Linked DNA regions of Oryzias latipes: region 1 is linked to region 2. Evidence: chromatin contacts called from public Hi-C data. All regions are on one chromosome and are shown on one strand. Each heading gives the region's core, a stretch centred on a gene start, on an enhancer-like site or on the middle of the called end of the contact. The rest is flanking DNA. Distances are from core to core; before and after follow the strand shown. Region 1 holds the start of LOC101172972 (cell division control protein 42 homolog). Region 2 holds the start of LOC101170087 (bridging integrator 2).

Region 1 (6,605 bases), core at 2,986-5,485, 260 kb after region 2:
AAATTGCTCTACATTGTGCGTGTTTATTGTAAGAAAACATTAACCAGAAAAAGGCTTAAAACTGAACAACCAATGATAGAGGACTGCCTTGATGTTGTACAAAGAATTCATACAATGGAAAGAATTTCTCTCTACAAAAACAACTGGATGTTTTTTACACTGCTCCGTCTAAATGGACAGAATATGTCAAGTAGATCAGACTTTATGTGAAATGTCACTGAAATTGTTGAAAATCCCAGCTCTCTCACATGTTTGTTCTATATTTATTTAACATTGAGAAAGCAAGAACATTGTAGTCTATCAATGCAATATAAAATTTATCATGTGCTTTTTCAATAAAAAATTTAAATTAGAAAAAAAAATAAAAAAAAAATAAAGCTTTACGTATTTTTATAATTCTAGATTTAAAAATACTCAATCTTTGACTAAAAGGGAACAATTTGGAATACTTGATTTCAGCAGCATGGTGGCGCAGTGGTTAGCGCTCTTGCCTCACAGCAAGAATGCCCCCGGTTCAAGTCCTGGCTGGGGGACTTGAAAAACACATCAACGGGGGACCTTTCTGTGTGGAGTGCATGCGTGGGTTTTCTCCGGGATCTTCGGCTTCCTCCCACCATCCAAAAACATGCTTCATAGGTTGATTGGCAACTCTAAATTGTCCATAGGTGTGAGAGTGAATGGATGTGTGATTGAGGATATTCTACCCTGCGACAGACTGGCGACCAGTCCAGGGCATCCCCTGCCTACGCCCAAGTGGCCGGGATAGGCTCCGGCAACCCCGTGACCCCGAAAGGGAATAAACGGTAAAGAAGATGAATGAATGAATGATTTCAGCAGGACTCAAAGCATCAGTGATTCTACTGCAAGTAGATTAAGCAATAAAATGCTTTACAGTGGCCTCAACAGGCTGGTTTAGATGCCGTCATTTGACAGAAAAGAGTTCCCGTTTATTACAGGAACAATGGCTCGGTTCTGTACTCCAGCTTTTCTTTAGCCCTCAACGGCACAAAGCTGCACTGTGCAACTGGAGTGGAAAAAATGATCAAGTAAAGATTACACAAGTTGCTGCTTTTACTGATCATTCTGTGTTTCTACAGAGACGGCTGGGACTTGCACTTCATTTGAACGTGTGATTCACGTTTGCTTATTTGATTTGTTAAACGGTAAATGGCATTCACCTGTACCACACTTTACAGTTACAGTCCCATTCACACACTGATGGCTTCCCTAGAGGTAAGGTGGGGTTCAGTGACTTGCCCGAAGACACTTCAAATGTGAATATCGAAACCGTAAACTTCCGATCAGAGGTCGACCGCCCTCCTAAATACTTCAAGCTGCCATAAGATTGTTTTAGCACAGCTGGTTTGTTACATGTCAAGTTTAGAATTTAAAAAGAAAAATTACAAGTCTGCTTTGGCAACATAAGCACACATGCAGTCGATGGCTGAGGACACAACTGTGATTCAAAAAGGAAGGAATGATAGAAAGCTACTTGTTAAAGACCTGAAAATGGTGTTTGTAACAAGTTATTGTGGCATTATTCTGATGATGAGGACATACATTTAAAAAAAAATGGATAAAAATTGCATTTCTGAGAATTTCTTTACTTAAATCATTATGTATCAGGCAGGATTAGACAAAAAGTTATGCTTGAAAATGATTGTTACGTAGTATTACGTATTATGTAGAAAAATACACTGCAGTGCTCCATTCTAATGCATTCACTTGTAGACGACTAGATCCATACACGGCTTTGTTTTCCTCATCTGAGCTGGTTTCTGGCTCAAAATTGTGCAGCTAGACAGCTCCAATATTGCTTGCTGTTTTTGTTGCTCTTGTAATGTTGGATAGGGGTTGTGAGACGTAAGCTAGTGGGAGTGTAGAGGGGAGGGAAAGGTGAGGCAGTATTGCTGCGCCCCAATAATCCCACTAACAACTCGGATCAAATTTCTAATGAACTTCTGCCGCTCTGGAGAAACTATGTCCTAGAAAACGACACGTTTTTTTGATTTTGGCGATAACTGGATAATCATCATTAACAGACCACTAGGAGCCTTTTCACAACAGATCAAAAGATTGGAGTGGGAATTTGAAAATGCCAGCAGACTGTTTAATTACTCAACAAAAAATATAAGTCATTCAAATTTATTTTTATTAATGATAAGTGAAATTGATTAAACCCCAATTCAGACTAGGGATCACAATATTTGACCAGGAAGCAAATGGGATGTGATCTATTCAATCATTAATGCTTCAAATCGCCTTGAGTCGCTGCAGACGACATTACTCAAAGGAGCCACAGAATTTGTGCCTCTTCTCCACAAGTCACTGTACGTCGTCAGCGCTAAGCCACTGCAGAGCTCTGCAGCACAGAGTGGGGGTGGGGAGCCAAAGGCAGACCAGGGGACACTCAGCTGAAGGCTTACAAAAGCAGGGGAACACGCAGAGACATTCAGCTGCAAGACCCCCTATAGCCAGCTTCTATAACATGAAGCATATATAATTTAAGATGACACATTATCGTACAGAAATGCATTTACTATTACGGAGTATTTTACCAACTATTACTGCCTGAAATGTTTATGAGTGCAGACCAGTGAGTGCTCTTTGACAGATTAATGAGACTTGAATAATGTGACTTCCTACAGGAAGCTACTGGAATTAACACACAACCTAATGGCTGTGGACTGCCTTCTTGCCAGCACGTTCAGCTGAGACATTTTTTCACCGTACCTTTAGCCAGCCTTTAATTTCTTAGCTTTTTAAAAACTAAAATAAACCTATATAAAGGACTGAGCCTTAATTACACTTCTGGTTATAGCGTTTTCTTTTAATGCTGCAAATGTTGATTCAACAAAAACTCAAAGATACTGTTATAAACTTAATTTCAAAATAACAAATATAATGTAGAATAAAGAAAATGGGATAAGTACCTTTAAGTAGAGTAAATAATCTTGGTAAGTGAATAGGGAGACATTTACACTAGAACTTTATGACAAATAGCTATTTTAAATTGGGACAATGATTAAAAATTGTGAGTGAAAAATGACATTATTTTTTAATAATTTTGTATTAAACTCCCCGTAACAGCCAGTTTTTCAATAAATTTAAATGCCTTGATAAATCGGTGCTAAAGACCACACCAGGCTACCGACAAGCGTCTGCTTCCAGCCTTAATCCAGACATTTGTGGGTTAAGACATCCAAGTCCAGTAGTAATCCAGCTAGGTTCATTCATGTGGAACTTGAAGCATTAGTAGATCATGGGAGCATTAATGCTTTTAATTTGTAAAATACTGTCACTGAATGGTAAACAACATCCTCTGAAATAAAACTATAAAAATGGCAGCATTTAAATTAATTTATTCTGTGTAGAACCATATAAAATTCTTATTTTAAAGTCAATAGCTTGTCATAAAAAAATTCAAATGATCACAAGTGGGGGATATATAATTGTTTGTTCCATTCTCCCCAATAAAGTATTGATCATTTCTCCGGGTCAACAAACGTCACAGACAGAGCAGCCTGGAGGCTGGTGGTTCGTATTAAACCTTGCTTGGCCCCCACCAGGGCCCAATCCTCGGCCTCAATTTGGCCTATTTCCTGCCGGCTGCGGAAACCACAATAAAAATTAAAAATAAATAACGGCGACTGCTCCATCTAAACTCAATACCGTTCTCCAACTCCTCCACTGGAACTTAACATGTCCTTGATTGGGACCGACAGGCAGCTGAGATTCATTGACCGTCTCATGTTTGATTTTGCTCTCAAACTAACTGACCGCGTCAGGCCAGAGTAACAACTAAATTAGTTGTGACTATCATTTTAAGCCAGTAAAAGACATTTTAATTTGCTGGGGTATAAGCAGTTCATACAAATGAGAAGTATATTAACTTATGACACGATAACCTGATTGTTATTTCTACAACTAGCCAGAGATGGTCTTTCCCAATTAGCTTCCTGCTAAGCGGTACCGCTAACCTTAGCGGATGCTGAATGACACAATTAGGTGATTTTAGCCAACATCACCTATAAACTCTAATACACTGTGATGTTGGTCTTAATACAAACCACGGAAACGACATAAAAATACAAATAATTCCCCCTACCGTGTTTTATGTTTGGGTTTCAATACCGGGCGTTGTCGGCTCCGTACTAGGGGCTTCCCAGGCATCAAAACAGGGAGCGGTTGCGTACAACGTCATCACGTCGAATGGCCACATTCAGACTAAACTTGAAAGTGCTCGTAATTTTAGAAACGGGTGTAAATTAAAACTCTCAAATACGATTTAAAAATTGTTCTAACTTAACGTACGATGCATTTAATCACTGCAGTGAATTTAATAATAATCACTATACAGAATTATTTATATAATATATTTATATTATATATATATATATATATATATATATATATATATATATATATATATATATATATATATATATATATATATATATCACAAAAATTAATGAAGGCTAGCACAAACTACATATCTGTATACATCTTTCATTTAGTTATTTGTCGCTTTTTGATGAACTTCATTCTTTGGATTCCAAATTTGACCTAAATGCCGGTTGTACTAATGCTGTGCGCCACTAGATGGCAGTACGAGCCGTGACCCAGATATTACAATACAGTTAAATTTTAGATAAACACACAGAAAACATTTCTGGAAAAAAACAAAGCCATTTATTCTCAAAGGTTGTAGAGAAACTCACATTTATGCATAAAATCGTAAGCAGTTAACAGAAAAAAAAGACAGGATCTGCAGTCGTCACTGGTGTCACTAGGTAGAGACACTCTGCAGCAAGGTGATGTTGTCGCCCTTTAACATAACCCGACCTGTGAAACAAGGAAAGAAATTTATCTTGACATTTTAAAAACTGACATTCCTGAGTGTATAACAAATAAATACTGACTGGAAAAATATTTCTATGTTTTCCTCAAACAAATATTTTGTTACAGCAGTTCTAGAAACAAAAGCTAACAGTACATGTTAATAAATACAAAGAATATTCAAATTTTTCATTGTAAAATAAATAAATAAAGCTGTTCTAATAACTGCTAAGATCAAAAAATAGTAACTGAAATTTAACAAATTAAACAAGCTAAAGAGTCTTACCCAGTGGCTTTCTGTTCTTGGTCTTCATGTGGACCTCCTCAGCATCATCTAGAACCAGGTTCATGTACTCATCAAAGCCCTGGAAAATAAAATAAAAAGGAAATAATCAATTAACTACTTTCATAACTGAAGCTGTTTGGATTCATTTAAATTCAGGCTCTCAAGGTTTTTCCCCCCCAAGAAAACGGCACAGGTTGTTTGTTTTTATTTCGGCTAAAAACAGCATAATCATAGTTAAAAGATCACCGAGAATGTTCTGAAAATAGATTAAAGTGTCAAGAGTGTAGGACCGGCAATTTCAATTGGTCTCCTAATTCATGCTTAGTTTGTCATTATGCTGTTCTCATTGATCATTTACCTACTGTATTGTGAGTCTGAACCAGTGTGTGTTTTTTTTGTTGCCGTTTTCAAATACATTTTTAAATCAGCTGCAGAGTTCTGCTCTACTGGTAAGAAAGGTGCCCGCTGCAAAAGCAGCTAAAACAGAGCCCCAAAATAGTCGTAGAAAAAATTTCTGCAAAACAGTTTTAAGTTGATTATTGTGGATCTAACACCAGCCATTAAGAACTTTTACCAAGCTCCAATAAAAAAAATAACTAAAATGCTAGGTCAGTGGTTCTCAAACTTTCTCTTGTTCCCCCTTTTGGAGCGGAGAAGGAAAACCTGGAATCGTCGATCGTTTTTACAGTCTATACCAGTTTTAAAGTAACTGTGGCACACATTTGGAAAGTTAACAAACACTGTGAAAGTAAAATAAAGAGAAATCTTACAATGATGCAGCCTTCTATCCGCATGTTCACCTGCTCATAAAGCCACACCTGGATTCGTGAGCGCTGCAAAGCAAAGATGACACGAATCAGTATTTCAGTCACCACCGAGACAAAAGGTGAACCTGCAAGAGCCTTCAATACTCACGTTCTGAAGGTATCTGAAAATGAGGTTCTGATGAACAGAGTCAAGGAAATGACATGTCTAAACCGTTTCAATGTTACAGAAGATATTTCAAATAACATGAACTAGTCATTTCAATTTCAGTAGAGTGACACAAACTGTTTTGCACTTTAACCGGAGAGCTGAGATCCTGTTAAATACCAGTGAATGTCATACATTTCAATGTAAGCCAGTGAAAAAGGACTTCACAAACCAATTACATGACCGAAATGATGAAATAAAGCTATGGATGACGCAGAATTTGCTCGAAAGTCCCACTCAGATCATTTTGATCTATTTTTGAAGTATTATCGGCGGTCTTTTAACGTTAGTTATGCCTTTTACCAGCTTACAGAAATTCTGCAATTGTTCTAGAGTTTTACAGTTTACTATTTAACTTCTGCTGATGTATCCACGTTATAACGTAAACTGTAGGGCAACCATGTCAAAACAACTGAAGACACGCTTAAAAATGGATTTAAAACGGGTTCTGGCATTAGATTTTCTCTTATTTATTGACTTTGTTAGGGGTTTTTTTACGAGTCAAATT
Region 2 (6,292 bases), core at 2,941-5,440:
GGAGCCTGCTGCATTTTCTTGTCTCGCTGCTTTGGGTACGCACGATATGATTCTCCGTGCTTACCGTCTGTACCATTGTAATGAATCACGACTGGCGGGAACTCCACTCACACGGTAAACCCAGTACTACAAAACGAACCCACCTTGAACATTCGTCACAAACTGGGCGTGAATAAGCCTTAACTACCATGACTCAGCAAAACTTTTTAACAATTAAAAAGAATTTTGAGAGTAAAAACTTTAAAATACCAAAGCGGTGTAACATTTAGGATTCAAAATGAAGTGAGATGAATGATAAATTAGATTATTTATTAATATGAATATTTTTATAGAGTTTGTCACATTTGCCCAGTTTTCATGTGGGGAACTAATAAAGTAACAGTTTTGATAAACAGTAATATATTATGAAATAAATTAAGAAGTTGCCTAATATGATTAATAATTCAACGGCAAATTTACAAAGAAATAAATAAAGAAATAATATTGCAAAATATTTTCTAAATTCAAATTTTAAATGTATTATAGGGGATAAATTGCATTATACTTTGAAAAAAGTCAATAATTAATAATGTATTTTTAAAAGCATTTTGTAAAGGACATTCACAAATGCTTTTGTAAACGTTTCTAGAATTATAATTTTTTTTAAAAAGACTGCATTCTTTTTATAGATTTAAAAGTATGTACCTTTTTATACGCCTTTTCTTTTTCAGCTGCATTTTTAAAATTGTGCATTGAGAGAAAAATAAACTCTGGTATATTATGACATATATATGGTTCTGTGGCTTTAGGATGAATGCAAATTTAGAGTGGCAGGTTGATTTTGAACATAATACTGTCACAGCTTGAAGATAACCATCAAAATCCCCATGCATAAAAGGAAGTCTAACTAATCAGAGAGTTAGTTACACATTTAAAATACTGCTGATAACAAAGAAAATGGTTATAGATCTTTTTAAATCCAAGAAACGAACAGGGTTTAGTGCTTTGTTGCCTTATGGTGTGTATCTGAATGCTGTGTGACACACACTTTGTTTCATAACCACATTTGCAAAGTCATTATGTATTGGTAGTTTGTCACAGATCCTGAGTCACACATGTTTATTTGAAACACACTCACAAACCTTACAGATTGAGAACTTACAAAAAAGGAAACAAATAAAAAAAAATAAAAAAAACACAAATTAACATAAAAACAAACATGTGAGTAAAAAACATGCACAGTATAATTTGCTGCACACACATGAAACTCAAGTCTGCCCTCTGTAGGTGAAAATAATTTACTACACTCAGAAAAAACAAAAATTTTGCAGCAAAGTTTGCATCAAATGTATGGAGGACCAAAACAGCCAAATGTTTGGGAGGAGAAAGTTTCAGAATAATTGAGGGAAGGCATGGGGGCGGCAGAAAAACACAGTCAGAACCTGTCACTAAGCACACAGACGCACATTTTAATGCAACATATTAACCTCTATAATGGTTGTCCATAACCGTCACCTGCACTACTTGTTTATTATTTTATTTACTATTTTCTTTTCAAACTGAACTCTCCAATGGTTTGGTTTAATCCTTGTGCTATCCTATGACCCCACCCCTACATTGACATGTTATTCCTACCATGACAAAGCTGGATAAAGGTGAAGAGGATTTCATGTAATCCATGGAAACCAGTGAAGATCACAAATTATTGAAAAAAATTGTTCAGCGCACTGTCTAGTGGGGTCTAGATGACCCAACTCCCAATGTGAAGGGCATCGGATAACACAAGGGTTAAAATCTGGCTTCTTCCGCCACCTGCTGGCAAGGGTGTTACATTACAACCACCACAACTATTTTTTTTTACCACAAATTTTTTAGTTTTAATGTAGCTATTATATTTTTACTGTTTATAAAAAAAATACACAAGCCAGTGTAGTGTGAAATTACGACGGAGTATTAGGGCCACCAAAAAAACCAAAGTAAAATTACGAGTTTTTATCTCGTAAATTTAGGAGATAAAAACTCATAAATTTATGAGAAAAAACTCATAAATTTATGAGAAAAAACTCGTAAATTTACAAGATTTTAAGTCGTTAATTTATGAGAAAAAAACTCGTAAAATTACGATATTAAGTGGAAGTGAGCATGCAGAGCAGCAGGTGAACGCCGCGCAGCAACAGAGCAGACCGACTAAACTCAGTTGAACAGGTGAGCTGAATGAGCTTGAACGTTCCAAATATCTGGAAGTTCATTTGTTTGATTTACAATTTATTAAAGTTTTATTCATTGATGGGTGGTTTTGCAGGATCCCTGCAGCCCGATGAAGCCATCGGTGTCCCTGCAGCTGTCCACTTCAATCCTTTCTTCCTCCACCAAAAACAAGATCTCTACGTTTGTGTGACGCTTCCATCTGAGGAGGAGGATCACTTTTTTTGGCATTTTCAACGTTCTAATGCTAATATAATAGACTATTTTCGTTCAGCTTTGTTGTTTAATGATATAACGGGACGTTTACTTCCGCACTGGTGTTCGGATCTGATGACAGGTTCATGACGTTGTGTGACAGATGAACTTCAGGGTTTGTGAATGAAAAGGAGAATAAAAGCTGCAGCGATCCTTTGCACCAAAACGTGTCTCTGAGCTCCTTATTTTACATATGAAACTCCGCTTTACTGACAATGAACCCCGGAAAGCCGCCTCTACTGACAATAATCTGATTTTGAGTCGCCAAAGGTTCAGAATCTCTTTGTTTTAAACCTATAATAATCCGGAAATAAAGCTTCACAAAAGGCTCCACATCTTTCATCTTCAAGCGATGCTCCGATAAACGGACAACTTCGGTGTTTTCTCCTTGTTAATCTATGACTTTTTTCTCGTAAATTTACGAGAAAAAAAGTCGTAATTTTCCTTGGTGGCCCTAAAAACTCCGTCGTATGAAATAAATATATGAAGTAATGTAATTTCCCCCCCAAAAAAATGTCATTAATAAAGGTAATGGGAAAAAAATTAAGAATTGCAGTCAGAGTTAGTCCCATAAAATCCTAAATACAATTTATCTTACTCCTCGCTTTCAACATGTTATTCCTTATCCTAATCCCTTCGAGTGATAGGGGTGTGGACTTCCAACAAGCGCACTCCTGATTAGCGAAAGTGGTTTCCATAGAAACGTCTCAGATTGGTTCGGACCAATCACTGCTTACTGACCTTGTTTTGCTACATCATGGTGGCAACGGTACAGCATAAAATTGCCAACTGAATTGATTTCATTGGTTGAAGCCAGAAGTAAACCATTTTCTGTGGGTGACATCACACTCTCTATCCAGTCCTCGTGTACAGTCAATGGGTACATCAGAGGACACAGGCGGGGCTAACAGCAGACGCTGTTTTGGAGCAGAAATGACCACCAAGTGGTGCTCGAGCGGGGGTCGTCTGCAGCTCATCAAAAGAAGGGGCAGCAGTTTAACCCTTGTGCTATCCTAGGAACTTTAAGATTAGGAGTTGGGTCATCTAGACCCAGTAGACAGTGCTCTGAACCTTTTTTCTTCAATGACTTGTGATCTTCACTGGTGTCCATGGATTACATGAAATCTTTCCACCTTTATCCACTTTTGTCATGGTAGGGAGAACATGTCAATGTAAGGGTGGGGTCATCTAAGATAGCACAAGGGTTAGGTCAGTTGGTAGAGCAGCTCGTCCAACAAACGAAGGGTTGGCGGATTGAACCTGTGCAGGTCACCGCTCCCCTCAGCGGATGGGTCAAAATGCTGAGTGGAACTTTCCCATTGTGGGATAAATAAAGTATAAATGTAATATGTAAAATGAACCAACTGTATCTCAACCCAAATAGTATTTTTCAATTGATATAATCGATTTATTTCATTTTAAAACCATTTTTTAATGGTATTCGATTAGTAGCTTGCCACAGACATCGATCTGGTTGGATTGTAGGAAAACAAATCGAGTTATCGGTTTTCTTATGGTTGACAGAATGTGCGGTCTTCCTTTTGCCTCTTGGGGGCGCCACATATACAGTTTCTTTTTTTCTTGTTTTTAAAGCTTCATTTTAGTCCCAAATTAAAATAAGAAGCTTTTTGTGCGCCGATGACTTAATCAAAACTAAAACTGTTCCGTTTGTGTTTTCTTTGCTGCAGATCAGGAGGACAACCTTCTTCTCTGGCGGTTTTTCTGGTTTGTGGGTCAGCTCCTGACTCAGGTATTGCGCGGTGATTATCGTCATAACCTTCAGGTGAGCGGCTGGATGACTCCTCCACGGAGGATCCGCGCACAAGGAGCAAGTCAGAACAGGCCGCGGATGATGAGCAGCGCAGCAGAGGCGCGTCTTCCCAGGCCTCCTCCTCCTCCTCCTCCCCGCTGACGGAGCGCGTCTTCGCCCCGGTTGCTCCACCTCCACCCCCAACTTGAAACTCACCAGCGTGAAGCCAAGAAAGAGGCAGACGGAGCCGAGGAGCACAGCGGAGACGATGGCGGAGAACAAGACGGGTCCGAACCTGCAGGCTGGAGCTGGATTCCTGGCCAAACGGGTCCAGAAGTCCTTCAATCGCGCTCAGGAGAAGGTGACAAACTCTAACTGCTCGTTTTGTTCTGGTTAATCATCGGGTTGGCCAAATCACAAGAGGAAACTTCAAACGTATGATCTTTTTTTTCCAGACACAAAATCAAAAAGTGTCATTTTTTTCAGTTAGTTTAATTCTGTGCGTAAAGAAAAATCACATCAATCCACTAAAATATCCTTACTGAGGGCAAAAACTATATTTTAACCATACATTCTTGATTAATGTCCTGCATTTAGACTCATTTGGTTTTGACAGAATCGAACCCTGAACTTTCTTTCTGCAGAAGCATGGGTTTGTGCTGCAGCTGTGTGGACAAACAAGAGCTGCTACTTCCTGCCTCCACTTCCTCTTTCCTTTACATTCACTTTATGGTTGACTTGGCTATTATTTCACTGCTCCACCTCAAAACGGAAACTAACCTAATTTTGCAAAAGTAGTTTCATTTAAAGTCCATAATCTTGTGTGGGGATGCCCAACTTTGTCTGTCTGGATTGTCAGATAATTTCCCCCAGTTTGAGTTGGTTATTTTGATTTTTTTCAACATATGTTTAGTTGTTGTGAAAGCTTCAAGACCCACTCCAATCATATTTTGATCAAAGTGTTTCCAGTGGTCTTTAAAGTATGATTATGCCGTTTTTTCTACCAAAATGATAGAACCTGTGTCGTTTTCTAGGCCATAGTTTCTGCAGAACAGATTGGAGCAACTCCGCCCTCTCTTGCCATCATCTTTAACTATCTTAGATGACCCCACCCTTGCATTGACGTGTTCTCCCTACCATGACAAAGGTGGATAAAGGTGGAAAGATTTCATGTAATCCATGGACACCAGTGAAGATCACAAATCATTGAAGAAAAAAGGTTCAGAACACTGTCTAGTGGGTCTAGATGACCCAACTCCCAATGGTAAAGTGCCTAGGATAGCACAAGGGTTACCGAGAGCTGTCTGTTTACATGCTCTCTTGCTAGCTTACACACCCTTACCTAACACTACTGCTTCAACTTAAACGGTGAGCAACAATTGAGCTATCTAGTTGTACAGTTCTGAACCAGATGTTAAGACGAGGAAAACAGAAGACGGTCATGGATCTAGTCGTCTACAAGTGGATGCATCAGAACGAGGGTGAAGCAAGGAGACTTTGGAGTAGACGTCGTATTTTCTACGTCACAAATGTGCTCTTTTTCATAACGTTGTGTTTCTTAAAGGCATTGTGTATTTATCTATCTTTTTAACTGTTCAGTGCTGTTATTATTATTATTGCACCACAGCATTTGAGGACTTATCTCGACACGGAAAGGTCCCAGCTGGGATTCGAATCTTATCTTCTGCTTCTTCCTGTGACGTTTTGGGCAAACATCGCAAATGAAAGGAGAGGCAGTTTATAAGGCCATAAGATCTGAATCCCTATTTACTCTTCTGTAGATGTTTTGGTATCAGTGTTTAATGGTAGAAATTATTATTTAATATATATTGGAAAAAAACATAATTTTTTTCTGTGTCCCCCCCCCCCCCCCCATGTAGAAATCATGCATTATTATTATTTTAAATGCTCTCACTATAAAGGATGCCAGTAAGGATAATACACAAGACAAATAAACCACTGCCAATAAGAAGGTCAGCTGAGTGCAGTCATGTGTGTTTGTGTTTAAACATGGAGTGGAACTCATGGATTCAGGAGGGATTAACACAGTTTTGCCATTATTTTATGATCATTTAGCACAAATCCCCCTTTAATTTTTTTTCC

What was found. Hi-C and Micro-C count contacts between places; a contact is called where the count stands out from the background.
Region 1: a contact with region 2 is called in a Hi-C map of embryo, with 2.4 times the contacts expected there. The contact joins the promoter of LOC101172972 here to the promoter of LOC101170087 in region 2. A contact is called at or near these places in 3 of 5 Hi-C or Micro-C datasets (embryo and fibroblasts).

What each region holds. Positions count from the first base shown.
Region 1 is chr5:23,624,579-23,631,183 of ASM223467v1, forward strand. LOC101172972 (cell division control protein 42 homolog) reads right to left here and starts at 4,236. Exons shown (of 6, transcript XM_023955110.1): 1 at 4,109-4,236. It overlaps snrpe (small nuclear ribonucleoprotein E), which reads right to left. Exons shown (of 5, transcript XM_004069041.3): 2 at 6,041-6,067; 3 at 5,896-5,958; 4 at 5,126-5,204; 5 at 4,670-4,845. The coding sequence ends at 4,790.
Region 2 is chr5:23,364,046-23,370,337 of ASM223467v1, forward strand. It overlaps LOC101170087 (bridging integrator 2), which reads left to right and starts at 4,191. Exons shown (of 12, transcript XM_011475301.3): 1 at 4,191-4,550. The coding sequence starts at 4,458. It overlaps LOC101169850 (thioredoxin reductase 1, cytoplasmic), which reads right to left and starts at 4. Exons shown (of 16, transcript XM_023955107.1): 1 at 1-4.